3 separate regions of the Mus musculus genome follow, and all the other regions are linked to region 2. The links are chromatin contacts, called in public HiChIP or PLAC-seq and promoter capture Hi-C maps. All regions are on one chromosome and are shown on one strand. Each heading gives the region's core, a stretch centred on a gene start, on an enhancer-like site or on the middle of the called end of the contact. The rest is flanking DNA. Distances are from core to core; before and after follow the strand shown.

The links. Promoter capture Hi-C pulls out the DNA fragments that hold promoters and counts their contacts. HiChIP or PLAC-seq counts read pairs in DNA pulled down with a chosen protein or histone mark.
Region 1: a contact with region 2 is called in a promoter capture Hi-C map of hippocampal neurons, with 4 times the contacts expected there. The contact joins the enhancer-like site here to the promoter of Col25a1 in region 2. A contact is called at or near these places in 6 of 39 promoter capture datasets (embryonic stem cells, hippocampal neurons, liver and 3 more), 3 of 484 Hi-C or Micro-C datasets (myocytes, trophoblast stem cells and uterus) and 3 of 9 other capture datasets (adipose tissue, embryonic stem cells and pancreatic islet).
Region 3: an H3K4me3 HiChIP or PLAC-seq map of embryonic limb bud shows a contact between it and region 2, with 3 times the contacts expected there. The contact joins the enhancer-like site here to the promoter of Col25a1 in region 2. A contact is called at or near these places in 4 of 39 promoter capture datasets (the 3T3-L1 cell line, cranial neural crest, liver and 1 more), 1 of 484 Hi-C or Micro-C datasets (liver), 7 of 115 datasets of contacts at active chromatin or transcription factors (SST interneurons, craniofacial prominence, embryonic forebrain and 4 more) and 3 of 9 other capture datasets (adipose tissue, embryonic stem cells and liver).

The regions. Positions count from the first base shown.
Region 1 is chr3:130,354,813-130,358,786 of GRCm38.p6, reverse strand. All of the region lies in intron 2 of Col25a1 (collagen, type XXV, alpha 1), which reads right to left. Among named protein-coding and RNA genes, the nearest start is that of Gm22682, 150 kb to the right of the region's middle. Within about 2 kb of position 2,011, at least 7 of the 459 cell types and tissues checked have an H3K27ac peak or open chromatin away from gene starts, as enhancers often do. A contact at or near this core is called in hippocampal neurons, where this site is marked.
Region 2 is chr3:130,179,453-130,183,148 of GRCm38.p6, reverse strand. It overlaps Col25a1 (collagen, type XXV, alpha 1), which reads right to left and starts at 2,304. Exons shown (of 38, transcript NM_029838.4): 1 at 1,369-2,304; 2 at 315-384. The coding sequence starts at 1,665.
Region 3 is chr3:130,428,697-130,432,392 of GRCm38.p6, reverse strand. All of the region lies in intron 5 of Col25a1 (collagen, type XXV, alpha 1), which reads right to left. Among named protein-coding and RNA genes, the nearest start is that of Etnppl, 190 kb to the left of the region's middle. Within about 2 kb of position 2,217, at least 3 of the 459 cell types and tissues checked have an H3K27ac peak or open chromatin away from gene starts, as enhancers often do. A contact at or near this core is called in embryonic limb bud, where this site is marked.

The DNA.
Region 1 (3,974 bases), core at 762-3,261, 180 kb before region 2:
TGCCATCTTCTCTCCCACTTGGAACTGTGGCAACCAGTTTCCTCAATCTTGAGTTTGGGTTATGCCAAGCATTGCATATGGAACATGGGTCATCTCACGTGCTTCTCATAAGCTCGCTGAGCTAAGTGACATGGTGTTCTGGCAGAGCAGGCTGATGAAGCTTCAGCAACGTCCCCAAGGTCACACTGTTGGTGAGGAGCATGGCGGGGAGGAGTCAGAAGCACTTCCTGCACGGTTAACACTGAGCCCAAGATGCCACCTTCATTGACCAGGTGACTGCTCGACCACACATGCATGAATAAAGTAGCAAATGCTTTGCACTTGACAAGAGAAAAACACATATGGTCTTCTTACCTACTCTATAAAATACCTTAACAGCCTTTAATGGCGTACAAGTCTCAAGAGGTTTTCACTTTATATTGACAAAGAGTTCTGAATTACCTACTCAAAAACAAACAAACAAACAAACAAGTATCCAAACTATATCCAAAAGCAAGAGAGAAACTTTTTAGATTTGAAAGGTATAGAAGAAATAAGTTGCATTTACTTTTACCTCTCAGAATTATAATAGCAGCTAATAAACATTGGTAATACAGAAAGACAGACTCCGCTGCTATTTTCAGAGAATGTTTTGAACACGATGTTTTACTTCCTAAAAGCAAATCTCTCGTGGAATATTACTGAATTGGCAATATGACACAACAAAGAAGGATAGCTATGAAAACACGACATTTCTAAAAAACAAAGCATTCCAAAGCAAGCACGCCGCCTTCGAAATTCTGAGACTGTGATGAAAGTTTCATACTACTCACAAACAAAGACGCAGTCTTCTCTCCCAGGGCCTTGTGAGAAACAAACCGAAGTGTTCTGCCTATGATGTCCAGTCTACAAATTCCTAACGTTAGCCCCACAACACTCATCTGTGCTAGTTACTGAGACACATTAGCCTGTTTAGTTGCTGCACCTAAATGAAAAAAAAAAAAAAGTGGGATTTTGCAAAGTTTAAAACACCTCCATGGTGAAGAGCGAGTTCTACGGAAAGCAGGATAGTTCTTAGTACTGGGCACATTTGTATTGCTTCTTCTTACTTATACTTGGGTGTAACCAAGGTAACAGAAAACTAGTTGTTGTGACACTAAAATACTTCTCTGCACATAAGATGGCAGAGCTAGTCGGCTTTGAAAGATTCTTCACCGAAGATAGAAAGTAGGGAAACAAAAGGGAGTAGTGCCTTCTTCCATGCTTTTCATATGGTTCGTCTTCCACAGTTTTCCTCTAATATATATATTAGAAATATATATAGAAATATATATTTTCATGCAATAGAAAACCAATTCAAAGAAAAAAGACAGTACATGCTTTGTAAGAGATTTTTAATCCACCATATTTCTAGCCTCCTCTTATGTGAGAGAAACTCTCCTGAGCTTCCTCTTCCAGCCCCATCGCCAAGGAGAGCTTAGAGCTCCCCAAATTCATGTTCTCTCCAGTCACACGTAGTTTTGCTAACAGCATAGTCTCCTCCATGGGACTGGAAGCTTCCTGAGAGCAAGGGACACAATGTTTTCTTTGATGCCTCACACTGAATTAAAAAAAAAAAAAATTAACCAGTGTGTGTTGCAAGAAAAAAAAATTTATCCAAAGACAAATACAAATTTCGGGTATGCTTTTCATTCATGCAATGGCGTTACCTATGTTCTCAGAAAGTTGTGATTTGAAAACTCAAATGCTTATGAGGGTGACAAGCTAGCTTTCAAGAAGGCAGAGTCTGAAACACAAAGAGCTACACAAAAGCGGGATGAGCGCCCGTGCCCCAGATGGTCCAAACATGTTTATTTTCCCATCACACATTCAATCTCCTCGACACTACAGGGGAGCCCGTGCCATTTTTACAGTACCTTGATTTTCTGAGACTTCATTCCGCTCTGTTATTATACCAGCAGGGATATAACAAGAACCACACACCGGGTTCTTACGCCCACCATCTATCCCATATCCCACAACATGCTGTGGGCCCAGCATGGCTCACTCAGGATGCAAAACCAATCCCTCACACTTTACGTAACTGCTTCCCACATTCGAGAGCTGCTTGGTTGATTTGGAGGTTATTTCATTTTGTAGCTTTTTCCGGGGACACGCTGTTTGGGGTTCTTCAGTCCTGTCAGATAATAGCCAACGGCATGCTTTTATATGTGCCTTATTCTTTTCTGCATTCTGCTTCCCCCAACCCCCCATCATTCTCCAATCTTTGTCAAGAGTCTCAAGTAACTTTCCAAATTCAATGGCATTTTTTCCCTCCTTTCAGTTCCCCTTTTCAGAATTCATAATAGCACTTGACAAAATAGCAAAATGTTTCAAGAAGCCACATTCAAGTAATTTGAGAGCCTGGGCTGAATCCCAGCCTTCAACAAGGCTACTGTTGGTTCCTTCCTACCATGTTGTTATTCTTCCTTTTAAAACATTTTGTGAAACAATCACAGATATGTTCCTTGACAGGTTCTCAGACAGCACCAAAATGGAGAGAAAAGAAAAGGGTCCTCTGGCTTCTGCGGTATCAGATAATCCTAGTTCCCGACCCACGCCTCTCTGATCTCATCTTTGTCCCTTGTTCCCTAAGGGCTTGAGAAGGGAGCATTGCCTATCTACTCTCACCGATTCTGCAGTTCAATATCATCTGTTTTTCCTGAATTCTGCATCCAAAGTGCCAAGCCTTGCCATGCAAGCTGGCCAGCCTGATTTAGAACCCACATTAAAAGATGGGTACAGAGATACACATCTATATCCCAGCACTCCTGAGATGAAAGGGAAATGGAAACAGGAAAGTCATCTGAAACCTCGTGAGCCAAGGTCCTGGAATATACAGAACAGTAGCAAACAAGACGGGTGTTGCCCTGGTAAGGTGGCAGGCAAGAGCTTGTTCTCCAAAGGTGGCCTATAACTTCTACACATGCACTGTAGTCCATGGATGCCTAGCTCTGTCTGTCATTCTGTCTCTATCTCTATTTGTCTATTTCTTCCCCCCACCTCATGTGTGTGTGTGTGTGTGTGTGTGTGTGTGTGTGTGTGTGTGTGTGTGTGTATGAGAGAGAGAGAGAAAGAGAGAGAGAGAGAGAGAGAGAGGGAGAGAGAGAGAGAGAATTAAGTACTAGTCTTGTGGCCTACAAGATGCCATTCTGTATTTCCAATTATCTTCACAAATAAATACAATGTATCAGACCTTCAGATGCACCATATACTTCCAGTCTTTTGGGTTGTAGTCTGTAAACTCTGATCACTCCCTTTTGCCCTTGAGTATCCTGCTATAAACGTGGCTTCCACCCTTTCCTCTGAAAACTTAATCCATCTTAATTAAGACTCAATTCTATTCACCCAGGAAACTTAGAATTCTAAGTGAACTGAGTTTCCAAGCTTCCTCGCCTCCGGTACAGCAATGCATTGCTCATAAATAAATCTTCCTTAAGGTCATCTACAATCATATTTTTCACTGTCCAAAAGGCCAAAGATCAAAATGCAATGATCAAAACGCACTTCATTACCAGCATTCTGGGGTTTCTGCAATATCTACCACTCTTCCAACCTCGTCCCTCCATTTCCTTTGAGTGTCTGGTGTTTTGGCAAAACTGGCTTAGTCTTCTGTGTGCACCCTCCAGCTGCCTATGTTGATGGTTCACTGCTAGCACCAAGAGCACTGCCCATCACATAAAAGTGTTCGATAAACATTTGTTAAAAGGATAAATGGCAGCAGACAAGAATTACTTACCCTGAAGATGCATTGAGCGTATTTTATAAGGATGAGGTGGGGTGTACTGTAAAGTTCATCAAATCCAGAGAAACAAGTCCAAGAAGCCAATGAAGTAATGGGAGTGGACACTACTAGAAAAGCCCCTGGAGGGCTTTCTCCCTAAAAAAAGTTAATAGTTTGTTGGAACACAATGCATTTTCTAGACTTAAACTAAAAGAGAAATGGCTACTTGCCA
Region 2 (3,696 bases), core at 1,055-3,554:
TTTCAATCTGAGACTCTAAGAACTCTGTCTTTACATACCATCTTGTCTATATTATTCATGGTGACCATCCCTGGCTTCCTTGCTTTCCCATAGCAGACCTTAGCATGCTGCATAAAACAATATTTAGGGCTTTTCTGCCATCTTTTGGACTGAGACATGTTGGTTTTATTAAAGCAGGTTGGGCCTGCAGTCTTTCTTCACTATTATTACAGGTAGACTTGACAGCACAAGACACCCCCCCCCTTTTTTTTCTTTTTTCTTTTTTTCCAGAGTTCTGCTGTGAAGGAAACGTTGTTAAATGAGGGCCGTTTTACCTGCTGGGCAGTTGCACTCTAAAGGTGCCTCCCTGGCCGTTCTTATTTTAGCCATATGTTCGTAGGATTTCTGTAGGGAAAGCAGAGGGGTTGACACAGTATCAGTAGCACTGAGGAGAACTAGACTCTCAGGGGCTCTCTGGCCACATGCCTGCTTCGCCAGCATCTGATAGCTTGCATAAGGAATATTTACATATGTACTTGGACTCTTGTCAAAAAGTAACAGAATCCAAGTCCTAAAATAAGACAATGACCACTGACATGGTAGCAGGATTGCAGGGTTTGGCTAACATCTTTCTCTAGTCCTCAATTACCACCCCACCCCCCCACCCCCACTTTCCTTTAGCCCAAGCATAGGCAGGCAGTGCAAAAGCCAGGCAGTGATATAGGTCCAAAGACGCTGGTCAAGAGTGCATAAGTGAATGTGAACTCTACACAGCCTCTCCATTGGAAGTAAATTTTAAATAAATAAATAAATAAATGGCCCTGATTTGAAACCAACCTTGAAGATAACTCTCAGCTTCAACAGCTCTACCTTCCAATTATTACCTGCACTGCATCCTTAACCAACTATAAAACTTTTTCAAAGTGTTTGAACATGAAAAAAAGATTCGAAGGGTGGAATTTATGATTCTCAAGCTCTATAGGATCGTTTCACTTGAAAGTGATTACCTTTTGTATATTAATAACACCTGTTTCCCTAACCTTTCCCTGGGAAGGAGATATGAGATCTTATATCAACAAAAATTGGTCTCCGTTGAAGTGAGAGCTCCCAAGAGACTCCAGAAAGCTACAAAGAAATAAAATGCCCCTCCACACACTCCCGTTATCCAGACCCCCCATATATGTCTAAGCATGCAAGCACTATGGAATACCCAGGGAAGATATCTGCTACAGACTTGATACTAAGCAATACCCAAGGTACTTAACTCCATACTTGGCATATACAGTCAAGTCAACTATGCAGACAGCTAAGGGTCGAAACTATCCCTGCACACAGGGCTCACACCTGTGCAAAACAGTATTCACGTGCAAAATACCCAGCCTTCCACACCTGAGCCAAGAGACGCTCCACTTTCTCCTGAACCATTGCCTTCAGCTCATCCACGGTGTCAGACAGCGGATGGAAGGAAGGGGTCCCTTTAGCAGATTCAAGAGCAGCAATCCTCGCCTGGAGGTCGTTGGTTTTCACCCCAAGATAAAAACAGAAAGCCACAGCAACCACTGACAAGAGGGTCGCCAGGGCCGTGCACGAGGGCATGGTGCCGGCACAACGCTGTCCCAAGGGGCGCGGATCTTCTGATCCAGACTCTCGTCCCCCTCCTTTCCCTGCAAGCTTCTTCACCAACATTGTGGCGGGGTCGCTGGCCTCCGCTACGCCTTCCACCTTCTATCTCCTCCAGTAATCTTAGAATGAGAGGAAGGGTCGGTTCCTCCAAAGTTCAGTCCCTGCGGCTGCACAACTAGTTGGTAGAGTCGGAGCCCGGGCTTAGAGATGGACCTGCGCGTGGCTCGGCGTCCGGATCAGCAGGCGTGGACCGACCGTCCTCCAGATTCTTTCTCCCCTTCCAGCTAGGAGTGAAAAGCACCCTCCGGCCGGGGACTGTGTGGCGCCGGGGGTGTTGTTGGGGTCACAGCTGAAATGAAACCCACTAGGGCAGCTCTCTTGACCCCCCCAATCCGACACCTCCTTAGGGGTCCCCCGCGCGGAGGCGCAGGGTCCGAGAGCCCCTCTCTCTGCTCCGACCTGTTGAGTCTGCCTGCCTATCTCTACCTTTTTCCACCCGCCGACCTGTCTCCCACCTGGATCAGTTCAAGGCCAAAAAGAAAAGGAAATACAGAGACCCGGCGAGAGCGCAGCCCCCGTGGGTGGTAGAGGAATAGAGAAAAAGAGGACCGAGTGACCCAAGCAGCGATCGTAAGCTGCGAGGCCCCAAAAGTATCTCCGCAGACCCGCGTGTGCGAGCCTTAAATACCCCGGGATGCTCTTGTGTGAGACAGTGCGCGCGCGCCTGAAGCGCGGACCGCCCCCTCCCGCAGGAGCCTCCTTATTAGCATAATATATTCACCTTCGCCCAGCCCGCCTGGACCCACGAAGGGGCGGGAGCGCGGGTGGGAGCGGAGCCCGAGGTCTCTATTAGCATAATATATGCAAATAGCTACAGCAACCACTGTGATTGGAGAGGAGCTTGGAGACCCTTCCCCCTCCCACCACCGAGTAACTTCAGCGTCCCCCTAAGGCCATCTCTCCGGCCCTAGCCAGGGGCCGAATTGAGGTCTGCTGTGCAGAGTGGCTTATACTGGCTTAGCCCAGCGCCCCCTATTTGGGTTAAAAAATGGAGAAATGGCCTCCTGAAGGAAAGAACGGAAGCAGAAGGCTCCAGCTCTCCAGATCCTCGCTCAAAGGCAGCCACAGGAGCTCCTCCATCTAGCCCTTGCGCGACGTTTTCCCTCCTCCCTCAGTTCGTTCCCACATGCCCAGAGGCAAAGTGTCTGGCTGACGTCTGCAGGGTACCTTCCCCACTTCCCTTCCTTCCCACGCCTTGCTGCAGATGACTGGGGAAGTTTTCTCGCCCCTCCCCCGTTTCCTCTTGTCTTGATGCTGCCCCCCCCCCCCCCCCCAGCTCTGGGCTCTTTCTCTGTACTAGGGTGCTAATGTGTTTTCCTGATTCGCTGTTTTGTGAGTGTTTGAGGCATACACATTTCTCAGGATTTAGGAAAGAGCTGAAGAATGAAGTCAGTTTTTCCTCTTCCTTGACTCTCAGCTTGCCTCTTCCCTCTGGATCAAATTACTAAGTCTCTACTGGGATTTTTTTTTTTTTTCTAAATTGATAACAAGTAGCATTTTGCATCCAATTGATTTTAGAGAAGAAAACACAACCCTAACTCTCCTTCCAAAAGACCTTCCTTTTTGCCTTTTCATCTTAAGAAATGTCACGTACGTTTCTTTCCCTCCCTAACCGATTACCACAACCAGTTACTACTATAATCAATGAACAAAATACCTAACCCGGAGCAGTTGCTTCTCGTGTGTAAACTACAGTGCCAAGGGGGACTTAGGATAGACATAGCAGGAAGCCTGCACTTATGAATCTCAACAAGTGGTTGCATAAAACAAGACCTCAAGACCTGAATAACAACTATGCTCACATGCCAACGTGGATCGGGGACCTTGCATGAGACCCGGTGCCTAGAATAAGAGCTACTAACAATCAATGGCTGCTGGAGGAGACTGTTTCCTTCCGGAACCAACTCCAGACTGTCATCTCTAAATACATAGACATATGAGAAACACTAAATGGACTCAAGAAGGATGTGTGTGTGTGTGTGTGTGTGTGTGTGTGTGTGTGTGTTCCAGGTAAGTAAGCTCCCTAACCCTGAA
Region 3 (3,696 bases), core at 968-3,467, 250 kb before region 2:
AGGAGAGGAGAGGAGAGGAGAGGAGAGGAGAGGAGAGGAGAGGAGAGGAGAGGAGAGATAGTCTATTATCATTACTAAGAAAAAGGTTCACTCAGGAATTCATAGAAGTGGTCATGGTGTGATACTCTCTGTACAGATTCTGTGATCTTCAGCACACGATAACCACATTATAGTGCCACCACTAAAATGTCACCCATCTTGAATGTTAACTTCTAGGTAGAGTATGTCTTCACTACATTTCTATTCCTTTCCTTAAGGTGAAGACTACATACAGGTTCCTAGATTTTAAATGCCCATTTCCCTAGCCTTTGAGGGAGAAGATGGCAGACTTTTATATCAGTGGTTCTCTCATGTAGACAGCACAGCCCCAGAGGCATGGATGACTGTTCTAAGTCTTCTCTCTGTGGGCTCCAGAGTTCTTGCAACAATACGTTATTGATGCTTACGGTTTCCGGTTTCAGGCAGGAAGGAAACAGGAGAAACAGTTTTTCTCTTGTAGAATTAAGATGGTGCTTCAACTGTACTGATAGTTGACATCTGTCTCCCCACATGTGTATTTAATTGGCCTCTTAGGAAGGGAGCTACATAACCAAATTGCACACTCACAATATTTAGCTTGTCTCTGAGGCCTTAGAAAAATGACATTGCAAATGACATTGACATTTGAGAATCTAGTGCTCTTTTGAAAAATGGGAACCCTAGATAATTAGATGGTGATATTTCTGTGTATATGTATGTATGTGTGTGTATACATATATATGCTTCTGAGTAACATGTTTAAATATATATGTGTGTATACATATATATGTGTGTGTGTATATATATATATGCTTCTGAGTAACATGTTTAATTGTCTTAGCACCAATTTCTCTGTAATAAAAATGAGAACCTATTTTCTTCCATGTATATGCCAACCTTCAATTCATGCAAAAGCTTTCGTTAGCATAGGTATAGGCATAGGCACAGTCACGGGCACAGACACAGGCACAGGCATAGGTATATAATTTGGGGGATATCTTGAGTTGTTTCATGAAGTTTAAAGTAAAATTATTTTGACTTACAGACAAATAAATGTTAACCTTACAAATACATTGATCTAGTCATATATAAATCTTAATTTTTCCTGATACAGAATTATGCTGCCTAAAAGCATAGGTAAAATGTGTGATTTATAATTTATAAAACTCATTTATAATTTCTATTTTTAAGGGTTTCTGCAAAAGTCAAAGGAAAATACAAGAGTACTTCAGAGGTGTTAATTTTAAAAAGAAGAATGTAAACTAAAAGTATCCTGGTGGCCAGGGACCTGAGCTCTGCAGTCACAGATCTAGACTGAAAATGAGGCTGTGTATAATCCTGGGCAGGCTAATCAGTCATGCTGAACTGGTTCTCTCATTTGTTAAATGGGGGAAAATCTTGCCCCTCCTTGTCTAAAACAAAACAGCTTACAACTGAATAGCCTTCCAATGCTGGTGATTATTAATAACCCACTTTAATATTATGTTTTTAAAATACTTGAGAAATGAAGAAGCCAAACATACAGAACTCCTGAAAGCAAAATGAACCGTGGGAAACATTCCTGGGTGGATGGAGGGAACGTTTGAAGACGATGCAGACTGAATATAATTTACCTTTGAGGGCTCTTCCCAGTCAAAACCAAACCAAACCTGCAGCCCCATCCCTTTAATAAATGCAATGAAACTGAATGTTAGGCCTTAGAACCTCTCCGTCAAGCTGAGCACAGATTAGGTACTCGATTAAGTCCTGCCAAACTGAAATGGATATATGCGTGAGAGAAAATACAATAAAAGTCTTGGGGGTTCAAAGCAGCAACATGGCGGAAGTAACGGAAAAGCCAGTTTCCTGGCAGCAGGACTGTGGTTATATGGTATCAACCAACTCCTCAGAGCCTGGGATGGGAATTACGGCAAGAAGTGGATTTACAGCTTTAGACTTTACACCTTTCATTTTGCACTGAAGATTAAAACCAAGCAGAAGGGGGTGGAGGTTGGACATACCCCAAAATTTAAAATATCAAAACCAGTCCTACACTTGGTTGAAAACTAATTTTTTACAGCTATTATTTCCTGGGCATTTTTCTGTGGTGAGACTGTAACGGCAAGGTCTTTTATGGTGTCTGTTTGGGTCCTGACCAGCAGACCGTGTGTGCCCACGATCAGTCTGAAATCATAAACAGCTGCTGTCAGGAAGCAGTTAATGGCCTCTAACACTCAAAAGCAAATTTGGGAAAACTCAAACATTGCAAATGTAAGACTGGTGTAGCTCAGTGGAGTTAGGGGCTTGGGAGACGGTGGGACTTGGGGGTCGTTTTCTCTGGTTTGCATTTCTTACTTCCTATATGGACATAACTGTTCTTGCTAATCAAACACAAGATCTCCCTTCTCCCCCAACATTGGTCTGTGTCTCTCGATGCTTCAAGACTGTGCAAATGCCTCTGGCTTTGAATATGGCTCCCCCTTACCCCTGTGCCTTATGGTCTAAAAGGTCAAATAAAATGAACCCCATGGTGAAGGATTTGGAATTCTGAATACTGATTTTGTGGAAAGCAAGCATAGTCTCGAACCAGCCGCCATAGTAGCTCCCACTGCTTCACTCCTTGCATAAGCTCTCCTGTGACACTGTCACTGTGTTCAGTAGGACTCACATGGATTCACATACCACTGTCTCTTCTTTTTAGTTAGCATACTGGGTTTCCTTATGTAGCATTTCACATACATACATATACATCACTGCACCTTACTCATTAGCCCAGCTCCCATTGCTCTCTTCAGACATCCATTGCTGTTGCTCTACTGCCTCCCTCTCTTCTCTTCTCTTCTCTTCTCTTCTCTTCTCTTCTCTTCTCTTCCTCTTCCTCTTCCTCTTCCTCTTCCTCTTCCTCTTCCTCTTCCTCTTCCTCTTCCTCTTCCTCTTCCTCTTCCTCTCCTCCCTCCCCAGCCCATCTCTGTGTGTGCGGTGCATGCATATGTGCTTGTGTGCAGTTAAATCTGGATCCCGTATAGTACATTTTCCTCTAAGCCCTGGGTTTAATTTACAACCTCCTATTTTCAGCATGTTTCCTCATATTCCGCCTGAACATCATTTTTGTTCAAGTGATTTAAGCCCTGTTTGAAGGCCACTTGACTTTTTTTTTCTTCATTTGTCATATCATATAAAGCGATATGGACTTTATGAATTGCAACTAAGCACAACCCAAGGATGAAGTAGATTGTCAGAAGAATGGATGAAAAACAAGACTCCCCCAAAAATTAAAAATAATTTTAAAATATTGGAAAAAAAAACCAACTGTCAGGTGGGCTGGGAGCCTGACTTCTAGGTCTTGGCTCTGCTTCTTGATTGACTTCCAATGTAAGTAGAATCTCCCTCCGGCTGGCTGAAGGCCAACATGACCACAGAGCTTTTCACATGAGTGTCAACTCCCAGAGCTTCCTATTTAGATTCTTTATTCTCATCACCCTGTTCTCCAGAGACGGGACGGAAGACATCACACCTACAGTGTGCTTGCCTCCTCCCGGGCCCAGCCCTCCTTTTTCCTTCCTCATCACTGCTACAAGTGGGACCATCCCACCCCCCTGGACCTCCTCCACCACCTTCAAGAGAACAAATTTACCCTTTCCTCAGGCTAAGGGGAAGACACATTGCCTTTGTCCACTAGCATCTCCTGTTCATGTTCTA